7 separate regions of the Mus musculus genome follow, and regions 2, 3, 4, 5, 6 and 7 are each linked to region 1. The links are chromatin contacts, called in public Hi-C and promoter capture Hi-C maps. All regions are on one chromosome and are shown on one strand. The core of a region is the stretch at or near the end of the contact, and the rest is flanking DNA. Distances in the headings are between cores, read along the strand shown. Region 1 holds the start of Snhg1 (small nucleolar RNA host gene 1). Region 2 holds the start of Incenp (inner centromere protein). Region 3 has its middle 6.9 kb from the start of Gm36913. Region 4 holds the start of Fth1 (ferritin heavy polypeptide 1). Region 5 overlaps Rtn3 (reticulon 3). Region 6 holds the start of Fads3 (fatty acid desaturase 3). Region 7 has its middle 23 kb from the start of Gm50340.

Region 1 (2,700 bases), core at 117-2,616:
AGAACAAAGGCCTTAACATAATGTGTCCTCTAGAAATACAAATAGTAAGCAGCAAAAAAGTGTTGTGCTGCTTCAATGTCTGTCTTGACTATTTTCCCTAGGGAAACCCTAAGCTCTACTTGGACAATTACCTGCACTCATCCTGGGAGGTAGCTCGAACTCTTCATGTTGTCACAGCACCCTGGAAACAGAGAAACAATGTCATTTTTAAATGTAATCACAGCCACCTCAGCACCTTCTTTCTTCAGCCCATTTCAGTAGTAAGATGACATCATTGCAACTCAGCCATATGCTTGTCATTTACATTGTTCATCATTAAGTGGCCATCTAAATATGTTCCCTAAGGAAGCACCAACCATCAATACCTACCTGACTACAAGCAAAACGTGTTATTTGTAAAATTGAACAGGCCTGGCTCCAAAGTGTAAAGGGCTTTGAGATGAACCACATCTAGAACAGAAAAAAAAAACCCCAAACTTCAATAAAAGACTTTATGCCAAACAATCCAAATACCTGCCACAGATTGTGCTACTCAGAGAATTTTTGTTTTCTCCACTAAACCATCAGAAAGAGAGAGTTCAGTTTTCATATCATCCCCGTAGCACACACACAACTTATACTCAACAACCAAAAAAATCTGGTAAAACCATTAACACTACTTACTCTGAAAAGAGAGCGTACACCCATCCTTTTGTAAGGTGGCACCTCAAACCTGTAGAGAAGTTAGCATCGGGTTACTTCTACACCAAGAAATCTCTAAAGGATGAGAAGGCTGTGATGTAGGGCCAGCCTCCTCAGAGTTACTTATCCTCACAGATATATCAGTACAGGTCTGTGAAAAGGTCCTCATCATAGGGGGTGGCCTTGCACTGCCGCCACCATTTTGTCCTTCACAAAATCCTGTCATCTTTAGGTCTTGAATGCCCTAACATGGTCTCCCCGCTAAGACTACGGAACAGATTACCAAAGTCCACATTTATTAACGCTGCCCACGAGGGTCTTTTAAATCACCAGAAATAAACATTACGTAAGAAAATACAGGCGGCGGTTCACAACAGTGACAGATAGGTGTTTGTGATAAAAGCCAGCCGCAGTTATAGGAAAGCTGATTAAGAGAAAGACAAGAGCCAGGCGTGGTGGCGCACGACTTTAATCGCAGCACTCGGGTGGCAGAGGCAGGCGGATTTTAGTTCGAGGCCACCCTGGTCTATAAAGTGAGTTTCAGCAGGACAGCCAGGACTATACAGAGAAACCCTGTCTCGAAAAACCAAAAAAAAAAAAAAAAAGAGAAAGACAAGAAAAAAACAAAGTGAAAACTACAGCACATAAAGACGTAGAGTACTTACCCCGAACAAGGAAAAATGAGGCCGACAAGAACAACGTGTGGCCTATAAATAGCATCTCGCAAAGGCCCACGGGATTTGGAGGTGGGACTAGGACTCACGCAGGCGCTAAGGTAAGCGGTGTGCGAGCCGGAGGAATTGTGGGTAGAGGAATCCGCCCAAAGGGGCGTGCGGAGAGCTCCGCCTCTGATTTTGCAGCGCGAAAAAGAGGCGCAGGCGCTTTAGGGGAGTGCGACGCTACGCCTTTGGCGCTGCGGCTAGGCGGTTCTTACTCACTGCGGGTAAAACGTCATCGCTGGAGATTTTGGTTCGCGACCCATACAGCTCGACTGTCTGGGTCACAACTACCAATATCCATACGTTGAGGCGATTTCTCACCCTCACTCACGCTAAGCCGCGTGTTGATCCATCTCTATGGATCCTGAACCTACTGAACACTCCACCGACGGTGTCTCGGTTCCCCGCCAGCCGCCCAGCGCGCAGACGGGGCTTGATGTCCAGGTTGTCAGCGCAGCGGGCGACTCAGGTACTGGGCCCTGGGCTGAGCTCGGTTGGATTTTCGCTTCCTTGCATGAAGCCTTTTAGGGAAACCCAGTCGGGACTAGAAGCCCTACGTCATTCTGGAGACCGATTTTTGTGTTTTGCTTCCTGGTCTATTTTCGCCATGTTCTTGGCCCGGATTGAATGAAGTAGGGCCAGCATTTAGATGTCATTTATGGAGCATGTTGCATGTTTTGTTTTTAGCAGTGCTATAGATTAAAGCTGCTGCTATGTGCATGTGTAGATAAGTGCTATACTACTGAGGCTGACAATTCTCCACACAACTGGGCTTACCGTTTAAAGCACCCAATATGAGTTAATATTCCACACTCCTAAAAGTTAGGGATAACCCTCATTTTATGCATGGGTGGTCTTAGATATAAAGAGCTCTGGGGGGAACAATCATTAGAATTTACCAGTTTTCTAAGTCGCAGCTATAGACTGGTTATTGAGAGTGTGCAGTAGCATTATAGTCATATGCATATAGCAAACATCTATATGCAGAAGCTTGCCTTTCGAACAATTATCATTACTCTCATACTAATTGCTCTTCTGCATGACCTCACTTAATAATCCAAGTTGGAAGGTGGTAAGGTACAGTTATGGGTGAGAAGCTCGGGTCCCAGAGAGGTTAAGTCATTTGCTGACTGTTACCCAGATAAACAGTATCAGATCCAAGGTATAAATCCAGGCAGCCTGATTTCAAAATCAGCACTTGCAGAAGACCCTGGTTCAATTCCCAGCTAGTAGCCATCTGCAGTTCCAGTTCCAAGGGATCCAGTACCCACTTCTGGCCTCCATGGGCACCTGACACACA
Region 2 (2,700 bases), core at 81-2,580, 1.2 Mb before region 1:
CAATGGTGTCTGCCTGCAAGGTATGTTGGGGCAATAGTGGCACAAACCTGTGGCAGTAACCAACCAATATCTGATTTGACCTAAGGCCCACTCCACAAGATCGAATCCTGCTTGGGTGAACAACAATCTGAGACAAGATAGCTCAGGGACCTAGGGTTAAACTAAATACTACTGTTCTACTAAAGGAACATAGCAATAAAATGACTCCTAGTGATTGACATTCTGCTACACTCAGATCATTGCCTTGCTCAGCCATCATCAGAGAAGCTTCCTCCTGAAGCAGATAGGAACAAATACAGAGACTCACAGCCAGACAGAGTTTGCACAGCTCTGCATCAGGTTCTTGCATATATGTTATGGCTTCCAGTGCTTTTATGGAATTCCCGAGTGTTCGAACAAGTGGGTCTCTGGTCTTTGTGCCTTCTCTTGGGGCTTTTTTTCTTTGTTTCATCCAATTCAGATATGATAGGTTTTGTATTATCTTATGTTTTACATCTTAGTTTATTATTATCCCTTAGAAGTCTGTTTTGAAAGGGAGTGGATACAGATGGAAGGGGAGGTTAGAACTGGGAGGAGCAGAGGGAGGGGAACTGTATCAGGATATAGTATGTGAGTAAAGAAATCTATTTTCAATAAAAGGAAAAACAATTTAAAAATAAATAAAACCCCTCTGTTTAATCTGTCCAGGGACATTTGTAGTTTCGCCCACCTCTTGGCTACTGAGAATGATTCTATAAAGAAGGTGGAGGTGTTTTATTTTACAGGTGGTGGTGACACACCTTCAACTCAAGACTTTACCTTTATATGTGGCCAGAAAAATTCTCCGTTGTATGTGGCGTCCAATCTGGAGGGTACTTAGCAAACACTTCCGGGTGACAATCGGAGGTCTAAGGAAACATTCTGTAACTATATGCCTGACTGCTCTTGGAGGGAAGGCTCTGTGAGATTTGCAATGTGTTTCTTTTTACTACTGCAAAGTAGCAGAGCTGTCATTCCGAACGCAGAAGCATTCCGGACTTGAAACGAACCAAGCGGCTGGCTCGAAGATAAATAGGCATCCTCCCCAACCAAGCCTGCCTTCGCAGTGCACGCAGGGACTTGTAATTCGTCGCAACCACTTCCTCGCCGGGTAGATTGCCGCAGCTTCCGGAAGTTGGGGCGTGTTAAAAGCGTCAACGTTCTTCTCCCCGCCTCCTAGTCCCACAGATTGACAGCACTAACAGCCAGCAGATAAGCGGACTCGTGCGTCCTGTTACGTGATTGGTTTGGAGTTTTGTAACCGCCCAGACAAACTTAAGGGGAATTGGTTGAGCCACAATTTTGAAAATCGTAGATTCGCCCGCGCTCTTCGCCCGGTAGGTCCTCGCCTGCGGCGAGCTCGCGGTACTGGGAGTCCAGCCGGTCCGGCGTGGCGGGAAGCTTAATCTGCGGAAGCCGCGGACTGGAAAAGGAGTGGTCCGGGAAGACGCGGCGCCGCCGGGTGAGTGAGAACGGGCGTCGGGAGTCGCAGGGTCGCGGTGTTCGGCCACTGGTCCCGGCCTCTTCGCTTCCCAGGATGGGCCAGGGGAGTCACTTTCGCCTATGGGTTGCTTATGGGTGTGGGGATCACTTCCAATGGTTCTAGGCTTGGAGATGAACTTCGAGGCCCTGCACTTGAGTCCTGGGATCCGAGAATGGTCAGTCCTCTTCCCCGCACGCCGGGCCTAACACCTGTGCAGAGCCTGGGCTGCTCTGTAAACCCGGACTTGAGTCTTTTTATGGCAACGGCTGCTCAGCTTCGTCCCAGCTGAGCAGCATTTAAAAACTGACCCAGCTCCGGAGACCGCCCTGCTACTTATTTTGTCATCCCCGCAAGCGTAGGCTCTTGTCAGCGGCGCAGTTCCCTCCAGCTTCCTGCTGCCAAGCGTTGGGATTGTGTCATTCTGAGCTTGAAACTATTGTCCTGGAGGCCTGTGGCTAGTGGTTAAAAAACATTTTAAATCCAGGCTCCGCCCTCCGATTTTCTTGGTGACTTTGACCTAGATTTGTATGTGCATGGGTATCTTGGAGTATGTGGCAAAAAGGAATTGAGAGGTTTCTTGGCATGGAGTAGGACTCTTGAGTGGAAGAGCAGTTTTAGCGATCGATCTTCCTGCTTGGAGGGGTGTGTGTGGGGAGAAATGCTTAGTTCATTTCCTGCACCCCCAGAGGAGATGGCAATTGCTAATCTGCTGAATGGCACAGAAATAGTATTTGTGGAGAGGAAGTGACCTTCCTTCTCCCATGGTAGGGTTTGTTTATTTCGTGGACTGAAGGTGAAGTTACCCAGGAGTCTGATTCTTGTTACACCTCCTCCTTTCCTCAGAGTCACCTTTTCTAACTTTTCAGCGAGGGCTTGCTAGAAAGCACATTTCCCCATGGAAGAAGAAGTGTGGTATTGGACTTGGTGAAAGAAGCGCTCACTCCGATTGTAGCATGAGCAGACATTTTGTAAAATTTCCCATTTGTTACTTTCTTATAGCTCCTCTGCAAGTCTTTGGAGTCCTTGTGCAGTTTTCTCTTCTCTTTGCTGGCCTTGAACTGATGAGGCCTTGGACTTGGCTAGGGCTGTTTTCTGGTGCAGGGGGATAGGGAGACTCAGTGGAGAGGCCATGCTGATGAGTAGCTGGCTGCACAGTTAATGCTTTTTCCTAAAGGCTCAGTGCCCCTATCCATTCGGTT
Region 3 (2,700 bases), core at 111-2,610, 1.2 Mb before region 1:
AAAGATGCATCTCTTTCACATACAGATTTTCTATGCTATAATAGCAGTAAACTAGATTTGTGGCCTTAGCTAGAGCCCCTCTCTTTCCCTGGACATAGTCTTATGTTTACAGTGAAGACATTTTGTCTTCCTGTATCTGGGATCTAGAATGTTACCTTATCCATTGGAACCTTATCTGTGCACCTCAGGACCACCCTGTGGGTTCATTTGGTTTTCTTAGAAACCCTTTCAAGAGAAGACATTTAGAACCAACCTAAATGCTATACGTGGCTATTGTAAAGACAGCAGGCTGTGTCTCTTAGATAAGCCACCCTGTGCTCTCTGCTGTGTCTTCTCTAGCTTTTCTCATTTTCTTTTAACACTTGTGTATTTAAAACATATTTTTAAAAAAATCTCTCTCCAGGCAGTGGTGGAACAATGAGTACCTTTAATCCCAGTATTAGGGAGGCAGAGGTAGACAGATCTCTGAGTTTAAGGCCAGCATGGACTACAGAGACCAGGACAGCCAGAGCTTCACAGAGAAACCCTCTTTCAAAACACACACACACACACACACACACACACACACACACACACACACCTCTTTTAATAAACCTGAACCGTCCTTTACAGTGTCTAGTTCTGAAATTCTTTTCTGCTGTGAAGCTAGGAATCTCGAGTTTGCCAGAGTGGTGTTCTCTGAGAAGAGCCCTGGGGTTGCTGCTGGTGACAGACTGCCCAGGAGAGGGAGGGAAGGCTACACATTACAGCAGCCCGAGGCCAAGTGAGTGGGGTTTCCAGAAGAAGCAAAACTTCAACTTCCTCACCAGCAGGGACACACAGACCAGGTAGGCAGAGCAGTAGTCATCTCTGCCTGCACTTCACAAGCTCCAGCTCTCCAGCCTCTGAGAGACCCATCCGCTCCCTCTTCTCTTCTCTCTGAGGTAGCTGTTAGCTACCTTAGGAGTCATCCCAGCGATGCCCAGGCGTGGACAGAAGGGTGTGGGGGCTAGGGTAGTTGTAGAATAAAGGAAAGGAGAAAAGAAACAGACAGAAAAAATTTCCCGGCAGAACTGTGGCCTTTGCTGTCTTGCTGTTCTCTGTTAGTATTGAGCAATAGCCCTGAATCAGGGCCAAGGCCGGTGCTCAACAGTGCCTCCAAACGAATCTGCTGGAAGAAGACTGTGTTTTTTCAGTGTTTTTCAGGCCCCTAAAAGGGCCTCCCTCTCTGCCCATCTCCCCCTCCCTCTCAAATTCTTCCCGCCCACAGGACCCAGCTCTTTCTGTCCCATGATGGGTGTAGAGGAAGTGGGATAGCTGCCTGCCAGCACTCCTCCCAGGCAGCTGGCTGCCCACTGTGGGTCATAGTGTACGGAAAGATCCCAGGGCAATGGTTCAGACACCAAATGGCAGCCCCGGGGCAGAGGGTTTTGCTCTTGCCTAAACCATACAGTGCTGCGCAGAGATTTTGTTTTTAGGATGGCTTATTGGTCTCTGACAAGAAGATATGGGGCTGCTAGCCCCTTTGGGGATAGTAACTTCCAGATAATTTTCAAGAGTCAGTTTTTAGGGGTGGGGAGATGGCTGAGTCAGTATGTACTTGCCGTGCTAGCATGAGGAGCTGAGTTAGATTAAGATCTCACATAAAAAGCTGGGTGTGGTAGCACATGTCACCCTAGAGACAGGAGGATCACTAGGACTTTCTGGGCAGCCAGCCTAGTTAGTTGGTATGATCCAGGTTCAGCAAGAGATGCAGTCTCAAAAATAAAACAAGTAAGGTGGAGGGCTGGGCATAATGACACCTATCTTTAATTTTAATTCTAGCATTTGAGTGGCAGAGGTAGAGAGTCCCAGGCCAATCATACACATACTAACATGCAAACACACTTACCCACCCCACAGACACATTTACGTTTAATGTTTATTTGACTTGGACAGTTGGTTGAATGAGCAGCCATTTGCACTATGGGCATAACTACTTTTTTCAAAGAGGTGGTCTGGGCAGAAGGATCCTAAGTTTGAGGCCAGAGTGGGTTGCATAAGTGGTTCAAGGCCAGCCTAAACTACCTAGTGAGATCTTACCTCAAAGCAAACAAAAACAAAGAACCCTCAACGAGCTAGAGAAAGTACCCAAGGAGCTAAAGGGATCTGCAACCCTATAGGTGGAACAACATTATGAACTAACCAGTACCCCGGAGCTCTTGACTCTAGCTGCATATGTATCAAAAGATGGCCTAGTCAGCCATCACTGGAAAGAGAGGCCCATCGGACTTGCAAACTTTATATGCCCCAGAACAGGGGAACGCCAGGGCCAAAAAGGGGGAGTGGGTGGGTAGGGGAGTGGGGGTGGGTGGGTATGGGGGACTTTTGGTATAGCATTGGAAATGTAAATGAGCTAAATACCTAATAAAAAATGGAAAAAAAAAACCCTCAACAATGAAAACTCAATCGAAAAATGAGCATAGGGCTTGAACACAGACCTCTCAAGACTCTAGAGTCTGGAGAACACGCATAAACTATCAGCTCTATTTTTTAACCTTTCTTGTTGCTATGGCAAAAGCAACCTGAGAAAAGGACAGTTACTCAGCTTGTGGTTTAAGAGGCCATAGACTGTCATGAGGGGCATAACAGACTTCACATGCAGCTGGGACCCCACACCTCTGGGCCATGCAGACAGCAAGACATGTTGACTCTTGACGCTTCATCTCCCCTCCTGTTCAG
Region 4 (2,700 bases), core at 127-2,626, 1.3 Mb before region 1:
TATTAGTGCAGAGAAAAAAATTTAAGCCAAGCCCAAATCTACTTGTCTAAGAGGTAGGGTGCTAGAGTATCCTGCATTGGGAGGCCATTTTTCTCCTCCTTCACCAATCATGTAAAAAGTAGCTAACACAAGGTCACAAGGCTTCCAGCTCTACAAACAACCACTGATTTATAAAATTAATGCATCATGCCCTGTTAACAATTGAGGGCATTGCATTTTAGCACAAATATATTAGGAGAAGCTTTGATTTTCAGTTTTAAGCACTCAGTGTATTCATATTCCAGGAATGACAGCCACAGAAGTTGGACCTGTTTCAAAGTCCAGGCCTTCCCCAAACCTGTTTTTCAGAAACTATTACATGGAAAACTTCCTTGTCCAGCAATTGATAGCAGGCTTTTCCCAACAAGTATGTACCTACCACTTGTTAGTAAGCCACACTCATGCAAAATAAGAAAAATACAGTAACATGATGCCTTGTAAATGCAAGGTCGGGGTGACACTGATAACTACAGAAGGGGAGATTCCTAGCGATAAGTTTCAATGCAAGTGAGGCTCTGTGATAAGCAGAGAGGTGGAGGCGGCTGCTTTGAAGGGGACAAGAGTAAGCTCACAAGAGATAAGCCTCTTTACACCAGGCCCCAAGGCTGCCACTCGACACCATGACCAAGCAGACCCGCCATACTCCAGGAGGAACTGGAGCAGGATGCATAACCAAACAGAGAAGCTTGTAGGCCACGTGATCGGAGGGGACGAGCGTGCAGAAAATGCACCTAACTGCAGGGTTGATTGGCCAGGCTGACAGTCGTACTGCCCTAAGGCTTCAAAAAAAAGTGGTGTAATGACATGCCTGATCTATGCAGGAGCCACAAGGTGCTATGTGCTCAGACTTGCCACGGCAGGGCTGCCTGCCTTAGGAAAGAACCCCGAACAAACTCCATTTTCCAGAAGGGCGCTGGAAGGCGGGGAAGCCCGCAGCAGGCCACGCCCCGACCCACCCTCCGCCGGCTCCCCAAGTGGCCCTGAGGAGGCCGCACTCACCATAGACAGATAGACGTAGGAGGCATACAACTCCAGGTTGATCTGGCGGTTGATGGCAGCCTCCGCGTCCTGGTGGTAGTTCTGGCGCACTTGCGAGGGAGACGCGGTGGTCATGGTGGCGGCGGGGCGAGGCGCGGTGGCGACGCTGGAGCGGCGGAACGACGAAGTTGCAAAGGGCTCAGGCTCGAAGCGGCCGGCGGGGGTCGGAGGGGTCGAGCACCGGGTTCCGTTCAAGCACTGTTGAAGCAGGAAACCGCGGCGACTCTGGGCGAGAACGTCTGGCGCAGGAGGGGACAGCGGGCCGCACTTATAGCGGGATCCTGCGTCAGGCGAGCGCTGGCCAATCAGCGCAGCGGGCCGCGCCGCCCCGCCTCTTCCTGTGGGCGTGTTGCCCAAACCCGCAGGGCGCGGGCGGGGAGGAGCCTGTGTGAGTGTGAGGCGACGCAAGGGGCTCTGAGCTTCTGCAAGAGCGGTGCCTGGCAACAAGCGCGCTGTTTCTGTGGCCCGGGGCGGGCGTAGTTGGATCTAGCCGTACTGCAGAGGCATCTGGGTCCCAGATGGGCACAGAGGGTACCGATGAGGATGATTTTCAATTCTCACAGGATATCCCTAAACTCTAGGCAAAGTGCGTGTTGTTAGTCGTGACATACACCAGACAGCGACTTCGTCTTACAAATAGGAAAATGGAAGCGTGGCGCTGTAAATGGCGAACGACATATAAGTTGGACTGGGAAAGAGCGGCTTTCCCTCCTTCAGAATCTGTGGAGAGAAGCTCAGAGGAGGAGTAGGGGAACTATTGGCGAGGAGGTTAGGGTCTACCCTGTTCTTCTGACTCAAGCAACCCCGGCTTTTTGCTAAGGCAAACATGGCTCTGAGAACAGTTGAAAAAACAAAGGCTAAGAAGGCGCATTTCTCCTTAGAGCAGGACAACAGCCGTCTGTCTATAGGGCAATCCTGGGGCCAAACCATTTAGGTTTCTGAGAAAGCCCCTGGTGATGCTTGAAATTAAGAGACGTCTCTGGATTAGAAAAGTAAAGAAGTGACCTACGTGTGTCTGTTTCAAAATGGTCTCCTTTATCTTTCTCAGTAACCTTTGGGTTTGTCCTTGGAGTGAAGTTGATGCTTGCAGAATGGCAGGTGACAGGTGCAGGAAACTGCAGAGGGACAAGCCAACTGTGTCTATCTTGTAGCTGTGGCCCAGCTTCAAAATGGGTGCGAATTCTTGGATAGCAAGCAGAACTAGAGATTAGCCACTGCGTCTTGCTAGGCCCTGCCATCCACATCCACTTGTGCTCAGCCTTGTCTAGTCTTTAACACAGGTGGAGAACCAGCAGATGCTGTTCATATTCTCAAAACTGGAAGTTGGACTTCGATTTTGTTGTTATTGTTTTGAAGCAAGATTGACAAAGTTACTGGATCAGTAACCCAGACTGGCCAGGGACTCTCTGTGTAAGCCAGGCTGGTTCGTCAGAGAGCTGGGATTATAACCCTCTTCCCCCCTTTTAAGGTACGTCTACTGAAATACATTACTAGTACTTAGTCTTTTAAAACTACACGTTATATATGTTCTTTTCAGGAAAGATTTCAGTGGTAATCTAGCTGCAGGATGCTTCTGGATAAATATCCTGGAGTCAGACTTCAGGACGATGGCCCTAGGAGACT
Region 5 (2,700 bases), core at 1-2,500, 1.3 Mb after region 1:
TTTATTGGACTATCAGAAATTGGACTAAACAAACTAATTATACTTCCCTGTTAATGGCTAGTTTTTGGCTATCCCACTTTGTGCTCCCAGCTGGTCGCAGGCGCACACCTGCCCAGGAGCTATCTCAGTTCCACAGATGAAAGACTCACACACATTAGCTCATTTTTAAGCTGCCTTATTATAGGGTCTGTGGCTGGGCTCTTCAAAGCCTTCCAGCCCTTCCTTCAAGCCCTTACCTTTTACTCCTAGCTCAATATTTCTAAATCTGCCCTCAACTTAGTTGCCCAGTTACCTTCTGTGAAGCCCATAGGTCTTGCTGCCCAAGACACTTTCAAGCTTCCTTCCCTGGACCTCTTTTCTTTTCCGCCTACGTTTTGGAAGATCTCCCCTACAGCTCTGAGTCTGTCTCTCTTCCCCTAAATTCTCCTCCTCCTCCTAGCCTGCGGGAACCTGGAATTCCTGCCTCTTTCTTTCCACTCAGCCATTGGCCACTGGCATCTTTATTGATAGATCAAAACCCAATTGTGGGCAAGGACCTCCAGCATCAGTAAACACAGATTCCCAATTAAATCAAAGCATCAGACCCACTCCTCTACATTTACCAGAAGATTTTACACAAACAACAGTAATACAGTGTAAATCTGTCCAATACTGAATCTCACACAGTTTAAATAGTTACCACTATCCATTCATTCTAATGGCTCAAGCTAAATACAGTTCCTAGTGAAGGGGGAGTGACAGCGAGAGTCTCATGGACTGTGGCTGAGAGTATAAATGAGGAAAGCTGGACAGATTCTTGAAAAACAATACCCATTTGTCCTACAGCCTAGCAACTCCACTATAGAGGAGTAAAAACTCCATATACATACATATATACACACACACATATATATATATGGTAGTTTTACTAATAATGTCCTAAAGTTGAAACAATAAGGGAATAAACATTCCTTGACATAGCTATGTTTGTGTATAGATCACAAGGACAACTTACAGGAGTCAGTTTTCTCCTCCTACCTTGTGGATACCAGGGATCAAGTGATCTTATCTGCTGAGCCATCTCTCCAGCTGGACATAGCTAGGTTGGATTTTTTGTTTTGTTTTTGTTTTGGTGCTTGCATCAATATAAATCTCATATATTATGCTCAGTGAGAACCAGCATAAAATAATTTGTACTGTGTCAGTTATGTCTATGTGACTGTAGAACATCTGTGTGACTGTAGAACATCTGTGTGACTGTAGAACAAAAGAACTGGGACAGCAGTGGTTGCTTTTGAGTTGCTGACTTTTGGGTTAGTCAGCTTTCTACTACTGAAGCAGATGCCTGAAATAACTTGCCAGGCTCATAGTTGGCTTTGTTGCTCTTGGACCTTTGGCATCACCAAAGTAGGGCAAACGTGCTGAAGCAAAACTGTCAGCCTTATGGCCAAAACACAAGGAAGAAACTCAGACCCCCTCAATACTCCATGACCTAAGACCTCCACTAGACACCCAAACCTTCCCAAACTGCCTCTCTGGGAATCAGCCTTTAACTGAATGGGCCTTTGGGAGTAGGTGTGGGGGATCGAGATACAAACTCTATAATGAAAAAGGTGCACCTTCAGGAGTGTGGTCTTTTGTACACTTTGATCGAAATTGAACAGATGTACATATTGTACATGTACCCAATGACTATGTTTATGTAGTTTGCTGTAATTTTACATTTAAAGAAAAACGTGAAAAGAATACTCCATTTTAGTCCTGGTTCTCAAGCTGAAGTAGATGTCCTGATAACCACTGTTTATTTTGACATGCTTGTTTAAACACTGGAGTGAGCAGAAGGATACAGTGCAACATCAGTGGATAACATCAATGTGTTTGTACTTTGGAGGTGGGGGGGGTGGGGTTCAAAGCAGGGAGGGTTTCTTTTTTGTAGCCTCAACTGTCCTGGAACTCACTCTGTAGATAGGCTGGCCTCTAACTCACAGAGAACTCTGCCTCTGGAGTGCTGGGATTAAAGGTATGTATGTGCCACCCCACCTGGCTAATGTGCATGTAATTAAATGCTACTGAACTACTCTTTAAAAATAGCCCATGTTGCTTTATGGTATATGTATTTAAGCACATTGTTTTAGATATACTATTTTATGTGTTTGAGTCTTTTGCTTGCACATATGTGTGTGTACCATGTGCATGCCTGGTGCACTTTAAAGTTAGAGTTGGGCATTGGGGAACTCGAGTTAACTGACAGTTGTAAGCTGCCATATGGGTGCTGGGAATTGATCCTCAGTCCTGTGCAGGAACACATGCTTTTAACAGCTGAGCCAATTCCAGCCTATTAGCACTTTTTTGTTTAATGTAGAAGTTGGACATGATGGCATTTAGCGTTGAGGCAGGAGCAATACAGTGAGCTTGAGTCCAGCCTTTGAGACAGAGTGAGCCCCTGTCTCAAAAACAATCAAACAAACCAAATAGTGTAGGTGTGTAGCTCAGTGATATAGTACTCACTCTTGGGGCCTTTGGTTTCCATCCCTAGCATTGCCTGAGGGAATAAAATATAGGTGGTTGGTTAACCTGAAATGATTATCAGCTATGCTATGCTGGGGGCAATAAAACAGAGGGGAGTATCTGTTCATTACCCAGATGCCCACTGTCTTAGTTGAGGTTAGTATTGCTGTGATGAAACACCATGACCAGAGCAGTTTGGCAAGGAAAGGGTTT
Region 6 (2,700 bases), core at 160-2,659, 1.3 Mb before region 1:
CACACACACACACACACACACACACACACTGGCCCACAGGTTGATGATTTTCAGGAATTGTCTCATTCTTATCCCTCTCAGTTGCCTGGAGTGAATCCGGGAGGAGAGGGACAATGACAGTCCTGGGACACAGAGAACCTCCTCTGCTGCCACCAAGTTCTTCCACTAGAGAATCATTCCCTCCAGTCTTAAAGACCTTCCGGGTACCCAATGTGACTAACCTACAATTTTGGATAGTCGAGGGCAGAGCACCATGGCCTCAACCTTTGTCCATGGAGTGGGACTGAAGGAGGAAGGGTCTGGGAAATTGCTTCACCACTGGGCTCTAGCCAGATAGTCCTTCAGGCCAGTTCCATCCCTTCTTGTCTAGACACGGACTGAGAATGGGAAGCCAGAGTCCCCAGGGGCTAGTCGGTGACTGGGGTGACTGTGCTTCCCGTGGAGGCCCACCCAGCCTGGCAAAGTCTTCCCACGTGTAGCTGCCAGCCCAGCAGAGGTGAGTCACTGGCCCTCAGAACAGTCTACACAAGTGCTGGATAAGCCACAGACCTCCAGGCCCTGCCCAAGCTCTGCTGCCCAGCCCCCAGTTTCTGATGGCACGTCCCTATCGCTAGGGACCCAGCCCTGCCCCAGGCTCTTGGAAGCACCAGAAAATAGTCTGTGACACTCAGAGCAGAAAAGAAACCCTCAGTACAACAGTGAGGGTACTTACCTGGGGCAGAATCTGCCCCTCACGGCACACCCACCTCTGGGGGCCCATTCTTCCCTGAGATCTATTTATTCCACAGACTGACCCAAACAGCCCATCCTCCGTGAAAGAAAGAGACCTCCTTCCCTCAGGCTCCATCTCAACTCTGGAGCCAGGGAAGGGGTCAAAGGTCAGAAAGAGCAAAAAGGATGCTAAGGTCCGCAGGTGGAATGAGACGCCAAGCCTATGAACAACGTCTCCCTCTCCACCGCTAGTGCCAGGCTCCACCCCGCCGGCTGTGGGTTAGCTTACCGTGGCGTCCTCCGCACCGTGGTGGCCGATGAGGCGGCTACCCCCTGGGTGCCGCTGTGCCCAGCGGCTGATGTCGTAGACACGGCGCTCGATGACCAGCCACTTGTCGCCTGGTAGGTCATGCTGGCGGATCTGCTCCCAGCGGAAGATGGGTAGGGGCGCCCCCAGCGGTGCGGGCCCCTCCCGCGGCCCGGGTCCCCCTCCGGGCTCCCCGACACCGCCCATTGCCGCTGTACACAAGTCCTCCGGACCCCGGTACGTGACCAAGGTCTAAGAGAGACACTGAGGGAGGCGAGGTGGCAATCAGGGGTCTTCCTCCGCCCGCCCCACCGGCCCCGCCCTGCCGCTGCGGCCGCCGTAAGAGCGTGCGCCTGCCCGGCTCTCCGCGCAGGGAACTTTTCCCTCCCTTATAACCGCGCTGACAGCGCTCGCCTCGCCCGCCCCTCGTCCCGGCCCCCGCGCTGGCCAGTCCCGCTCTCGCTCCAATCCAGGCGCGGCGCCTCCACATCTATTGGCTGCCCGGGGAGGGCGGTGTCGCGAAGGGGCTTGCCCCACCCTCGAGGGCCTGGGGCCACCACGCCCGGCACTGCCCCCGGGGCACTGCCCCCCCCCCCCCCCAGTTTCTCGGACTCTCGGCTCAACTGAGAAGGCGGGGGATGGGGACCCAGCGCGCACGGGAGTCCTGCAGGCCGCTGCGCCCAGGCACACCCGCAGGGGCCCGAAATGAGCCCAAGTCTGAGCCCTGAAAGGCTGAGAAATGTAGTTAGGGACGTCACCGGTCTTTAACCAGGCATCCCAGGTAGCTAGAAATGAGGACACTACCTTGGGGTGACTGTCAACAGCCACCAAACAATGGACCTCATCCCCCAGTAAACCCTCAATATCCACGCGAGGAAGCCATCTAAAGCAATCTGCAGGAGCAGATGGCCTCTCCTCCTGGCTGTACGCAGGATTGGGGATGCCCAGGTTGGCCACTGGAGGAGGAGCAGAGGACACTGCTGCGTGGAGGTCTGCCGTTCAGGAGATGAAAGAATGGTCCAGTCTGCAATGGGTGGCTTGCTTGTCACCACCTCCCAGTTCTCCCCATTCATGGTGTCACATTTTTGACTTATTAAATTCAAATCCTCTTGAGAGTGTAACTACGTTCCCAATTGTACGATGTTTCTTTGAGACAGACATCAGTTCCTTAAAAGTTAAAAGCTTTCACAACTGGCAAACTTGAAGGTCCATCAGAATTTCCTTGAGGGCTAGTTAAAACAGACTCCCGCACACCACCCTAGTGTGACTCAGGGCAGAAAGGTGAGGCAGACCTGTTTGTTGGGAGCAAATCTTTTCAGAACCTTAAAGTGTATTTTTTCCAATGTGCAAACATTTCCTCTTGGTCTACCTAAGGATTTGTAGGTGACCTGACCTCTAAGGCACCCCTGTGGATAACAAAACCAACCTGTGTTTCTTGCCTACAAAAAACCAGTATATGCATGTAACCTTCACATATCCCCTCATACACTTTAAGTCAGCTCTGAATTCTTAATAATGTCTAATGTGATGTAAATGCTCTATAAATAATTGTTCACTGCATTGTTTAGGGAACAATAAGACTAAAAAAGGCTGAAAGCATTCACTCCAGATGCAACTATTACAGGCCTAAATACACAGGACAAGGAGGAAAGCAGAGGCGAGCAATACTCTAAAGAATGTTG
Region 7 (2,700 bases), core at 20-2,519, 1.2 Mb before region 1:
ATTTGAGACAAGGTCACGTTGGGTAGCTCTCGTTATCCTGTAAATTGCTAGGCAGACCAGGCTGGCCTCACGCTTACAGAGATCCATCTGCTTCTGCCTCCTGAGTGCAGGGGACTAAAGGCATGTGCCTCCATGCCAAGCCACACCCAGATTTTAAAGCCGGCTTTCTATCTCATAGAAATACTAACAGTGTTGGCTTACAGGTGATTCAGTTGGGCTCCTCCCAGGGACTTAGCAGTGAGTGGCCTGCCTGCCCCCCTAGGTGCACCAGGCAGCCTGGAAAAAGGACTGCTTGCACATACCGCCTCTCCCCCCACCCTTCCTACGCGTTCCCAGCTGGCCTCTCTTTCTCTCTTTCTGTCCTTCTCTGTCCCCCCCCCCCCCACCCCCCACTCGGTTCCAGTCTGTCTGCTTCTAATCCTTCTCCAGGCCCTCATTCCCTTTCCTTCTCCAAATAAACTTTCTTTATACCAGGTCTGTCACATGGTGTGATTTCTCAAGAGGACACCTGGGCATGGGCCCACCAGGTACCCCGGCCCACTGCCACATTATACTTCATACCAAACAGTATATTTTAGTATTTTAACAATCTTGTCTTATGTAGGTCCAAGCATGATGATACATTTTCTAAAAGTCCCTGCTGCCTTCAAAGGGACTGAACTTTCCCCAGACCCTGTAGACAACCTGGGGTCTTCCTGTTTGCTTGGCCAGGGTAAACTTATCTTAAAGAGAACAATGTAACCAAAGTTACTATGCCTTGGATGTCCCCTGCAGTCATCGTTTTCATCCTAAACTAAATCCCTGGCTTTAATCTGAGAATATGTACTCTTCCATTCCCCTGTCTATGTTTTGGTAATCATTTGCTGACAGCAGCCAAGAGGTTGAAAGAAGCCTTAAACAAAACAAATATCACATATCTATTAGAAGCAACTTGTGGACTTAGGTTGATAACATCTGTTTGAAGTTAGTGCAAACAGTTCTGGTAACTACTTCCTTTGTAAGCCCTGTTAAAGATCTCTGTAAAGAGCCCCCCACTCTCCTGCCATACCATGTTCTCTGTGTTGCTAAAAAAACTACCAAGCATACCCCTTGTTACAACCAGACAGAAGATACAGGGGTGGAAATAGAGAGTCTAATTTCAGCTCACTTGTTAGATTCCCAAACCCAGAACTAAAGGCCACCAGGTTCTCCCAGCATCCCTCTGTCCCTGCCTGTTACAGGGTATGGCTGGCATACCCCACCCCCTACCCTGAACTCTCCAGCCCAGGCACAGTCCTCTTTGATATGTTAAATAGGAACTTCAGTTAGCTGTTTATCCAAGTTTGAGATCTAACAATCACTCTTGCCCAGCTACTACAGGAAATCTTTTTTTATTCTATAATATATTACTGAGATATCCAAGCAAGTATTCTTTTATATGATGAAAGGGAAATGTTTCAGATACTAATTTTTTGGCTATATGAAGACCATATGATTAATCTCAAAGGTAAGCAAATTTACCAAAGACTTGGGAATACCAGTGAACAGTGAGGAGGACGTGACTTCAGGGTCCTGTCTCTGGTGATTAAAGTGACAAATGCCCCATAGATGCAGCAGTTTGAACACTTGGTCCCTAGTTGATAGCATTGTTTGGGAAGGTTTACAAGGTGTGGCCTTGCTAGAGAAAGCATGTCACGGAGGGCAGGCTTTGAGAGATTATAGCCGCCCCCGCCCCCCCCCCCCCCATTTGCTCTCTGCTTCTTATTTTCTGCTTTAGGTATCTTGCAGAAGGTCAAAATCATGCTTGGCTGCATGGGGTGTGTGTGTGTGTGTGTGGTGGTGTTGAGGTCAGCCTAGGCAGGAGACCCTGTGTCAAAACAAACAAACAAAAAACAAACAAAACAAAACAAAAAAACCCCACAAACAAGCCAAACCTAACTTAACCAAACCAATGTGTATCAGATCGTCCCTGAGCTGGCAAGTCCTGAAGCTTTGAAAATCTAAGTTGCCATGGCAACCTCCTGGGTGCTAGAAATGCCAGAAAAGTGGGATATCTGCCACAGAAACAAGCCTACAGGCATTGAACAGAACTGGGCTCCAGAGAGGCCCTGCTTGCTCATTCTCACATCAGCGACAATACCTTTGAGCATGGTGTGGTGTGCATGCAATCCCAGCACTCTGGAAGCCAAGGTGGAGAGCAAGCAAGTTCAAGGTCAGCCTGAGCTATATATAGTAAGACTCTGTCTCTGAAGAAAGTGACAGTATCTTTAGTATAAACCCCCCAAATTTTAGATAGGAGAAATGAGGAATTCTACTGTAAATGAGGCAAAAGGTGGCTTTGGGAGAGGCCAGGGCAGCTTTTAACTCAGGGTATGTGGCGTGGACCTTCTTGACACGCAAGCCCTCTGGCTATCTCGGATCTGTAAAAAGCAGATTTTAGGAACCATCTTTTCCCATGCTTTGCTCCCTCCTTTTCCTGTTTGGATAACATTTAGGATTTATGAGCTCTGGCTAGAGGGGCTTCCCTTTTTCCCAACTCTTTCCATTTTGGTTCCCTCAATATTGGAAACTGCTAGGACTGTCTCTTTCTACCAGAAGTCAGATGGGGTCACCCCTCGTAGAGTCCTTTTATCTTTCTTTTAATTGATCTTTCTCCTTTCTTGCAGCTGGATTGCTTTGGTTTTTTTGTGCTTTCTTATCTTGGAGCTGTTTAGGCTATAG

What was found. Promoter capture Hi-C pulls out the DNA fragments that hold promoters and counts their contacts. Hi-C and Micro-C count contacts between places; a contact is called where the count stands out from the background.
Region 2: a contact with region 1 is called in a promoter capture Hi-C map of pre-B cells, with 6 times the contacts expected there. A contact is called at or near these places in 23 of 39 promoter capture datasets (the 3T3-L1 cell line, 3T3-L1-derived adipocytes, the C10 cell line and 15 more), 2 of 484 Hi-C or Micro-C datasets (B cells and myocytes) and 7 of 130 datasets of targeted methods (astrocytes, bone marrow-derived dendritic cells, bone marrow-derived macrophages and 4 more).
Region 3: a promoter capture Hi-C map of 3T3-L1-derived adipocytes shows a contact between it and region 1, with 4 times the contacts expected there. A contact is called at or near these places in 5 of 39 promoter capture datasets (the 3T3-L1 cell line, 3T3-L1-derived adipocytes, the C10 cell line and 2 more), 2 of 130 datasets of targeted methods (bone marrow-derived dendritic cells and pancreatic cancer cells) and 1 of 9 other capture datasets (adipose tissue).
Region 4: a contact with region 1 is called in a Hi-C map of B cells, with 7 read pairs. A contact is called at or near these places in 8 of 39 promoter capture datasets (the 3T3-L1 cell line, 3T3-L1-derived adipocytes, the C10 cell line and 6 more), 4 of 484 Hi-C or Micro-C datasets (B cells, CD4 T cells, CD8 T cells and 1 more), 4 of 130 datasets of targeted methods (astrocytes, fibro-adipogenic progenitors, pancreatic cancer cells and 1 more) and 3 of 9 other capture datasets (adipose tissue, liver and pancreatic islet).
Region 5: a promoter capture Hi-C map of liver shows a contact between it and region 1, with 3 times the contacts expected there. A contact is called at or near these places in 8 of 39 promoter capture datasets (cranial neural crest, embryonic stem cells, frontonasal cranial neural crest and 4 more), 5 of 130 datasets of targeted methods (the 230-238 cell line, T-cell acute lymphoblastic leukemia, astrocytes and 1 more) and 1 of 9 other capture datasets (liver).
Region 6: a contact with region 1 is called in a promoter capture Hi-C map of 3T3-L1-derived adipocytes, with 3 times the contacts expected there. A contact is called at or near these places in 8 of 39 promoter capture datasets (the 3T3-L1 cell line, 3T3-L1-derived adipocytes, the HPC-7 cell line and 5 more) and 4 of 130 datasets of targeted methods (astrocytes, differentiating embryonic stem cells, pancreatic cancer cells and 1 more).
Region 7: a promoter capture Hi-C map of neutrophils shows a contact between it and region 1, with 2.6 times the contacts expected there. A contact is called at or near these places in 7 of 39 promoter capture datasets (the 3T3-L1 cell line, the C10 cell line, cranial neural crest and 4 more), 3 of 130 datasets of targeted methods (bone marrow-derived dendritic cells, pancreatic cancer cells and pro-B cells) and 3 of 9 other capture datasets (adipose tissue, liver and macrophages).

What each region holds. Positions count from the first base shown.
Region 1 is chr19:8,722,153-8,724,852 of GRCm38.p6, reverse strand. Snhg1 (small nucleolar RNA host gene 1) reads right to left here and starts at 1,366. Exons shown (of 10, transcript NR_002896.3): 1 at 1,347-1,366; 2 at 664-712; 3 at 370-450; 4 at 132-181. LOC115489078 (a small nucleolar RNA gene) reads right to left here and starts at 860; the gene lies at 789-860. LOC115489084 (a small nucleolar RNA gene) reads right to left here and starts at 602; the gene lies at 528-602. It overlaps LOC115489083 (a small nucleolar RNA gene), which reads right to left and starts at 321; the gene lies at 252-321. It also overlaps a transcript of Slc3a2 not described here.
Region 2 is chr19:9,898,119-9,900,818 of GRCm38.p6, reverse strand. It overlaps Incenp (inner centromere protein), which reads left to right and starts at 1,330. Exons shown (of 19, transcript NM_001369356.1): 1 at 1,330-1,480. Gm50340 (predicted gene, 50340) reads right to left here and starts at 1,141. Exons shown (of 3, transcript NR_168101.1): 1 at 799-1,141.
Region 3 is chr19:9,953,156-9,955,855 of GRCm38.p6, reverse strand. No RefSeq gene overlaps it. Among named protein-coding and RNA genes, the nearest start is that of Gm36913, 6.9 kb to the right of the region's middle.
Region 4 is chr19:9,981,322-9,984,021 of GRCm38.p6, reverse strand. It overlaps Fth1 (ferritin heavy polypeptide 1), which reads right to left and starts at 1,376. Exons shown (of 4, transcript NM_010239.2): 1 at 1,039-1,376. The coding sequence starts at 1,152.
Region 5 is chr19:7,444,416-7,447,115 of GRCm38.p6, reverse strand. All of the region lies in intron 3 of Rtn3 (reticulon 3), which reads left to right. Among named protein-coding and RNA genes, the nearest start is that of Mir6991, 23 kb to the right of the region's middle.
Region 6 is chr19:10,040,257-10,042,956 of GRCm38.p6, reverse strand. It overlaps Fads3 (fatty acid desaturase 3), which reads right to left and starts at 1,409. Exons shown (of 12, transcript NM_021890.3): 1 at 1,001-1,409. The coding sequence starts at 1,225.
Region 7 is chr19:9,921,785-9,924,484 of GRCm38.p6, reverse strand. No RefSeq gene overlaps it. Among named protein-coding and RNA genes, the nearest start is that of Gm50340, 23 kb to the right of the region's middle.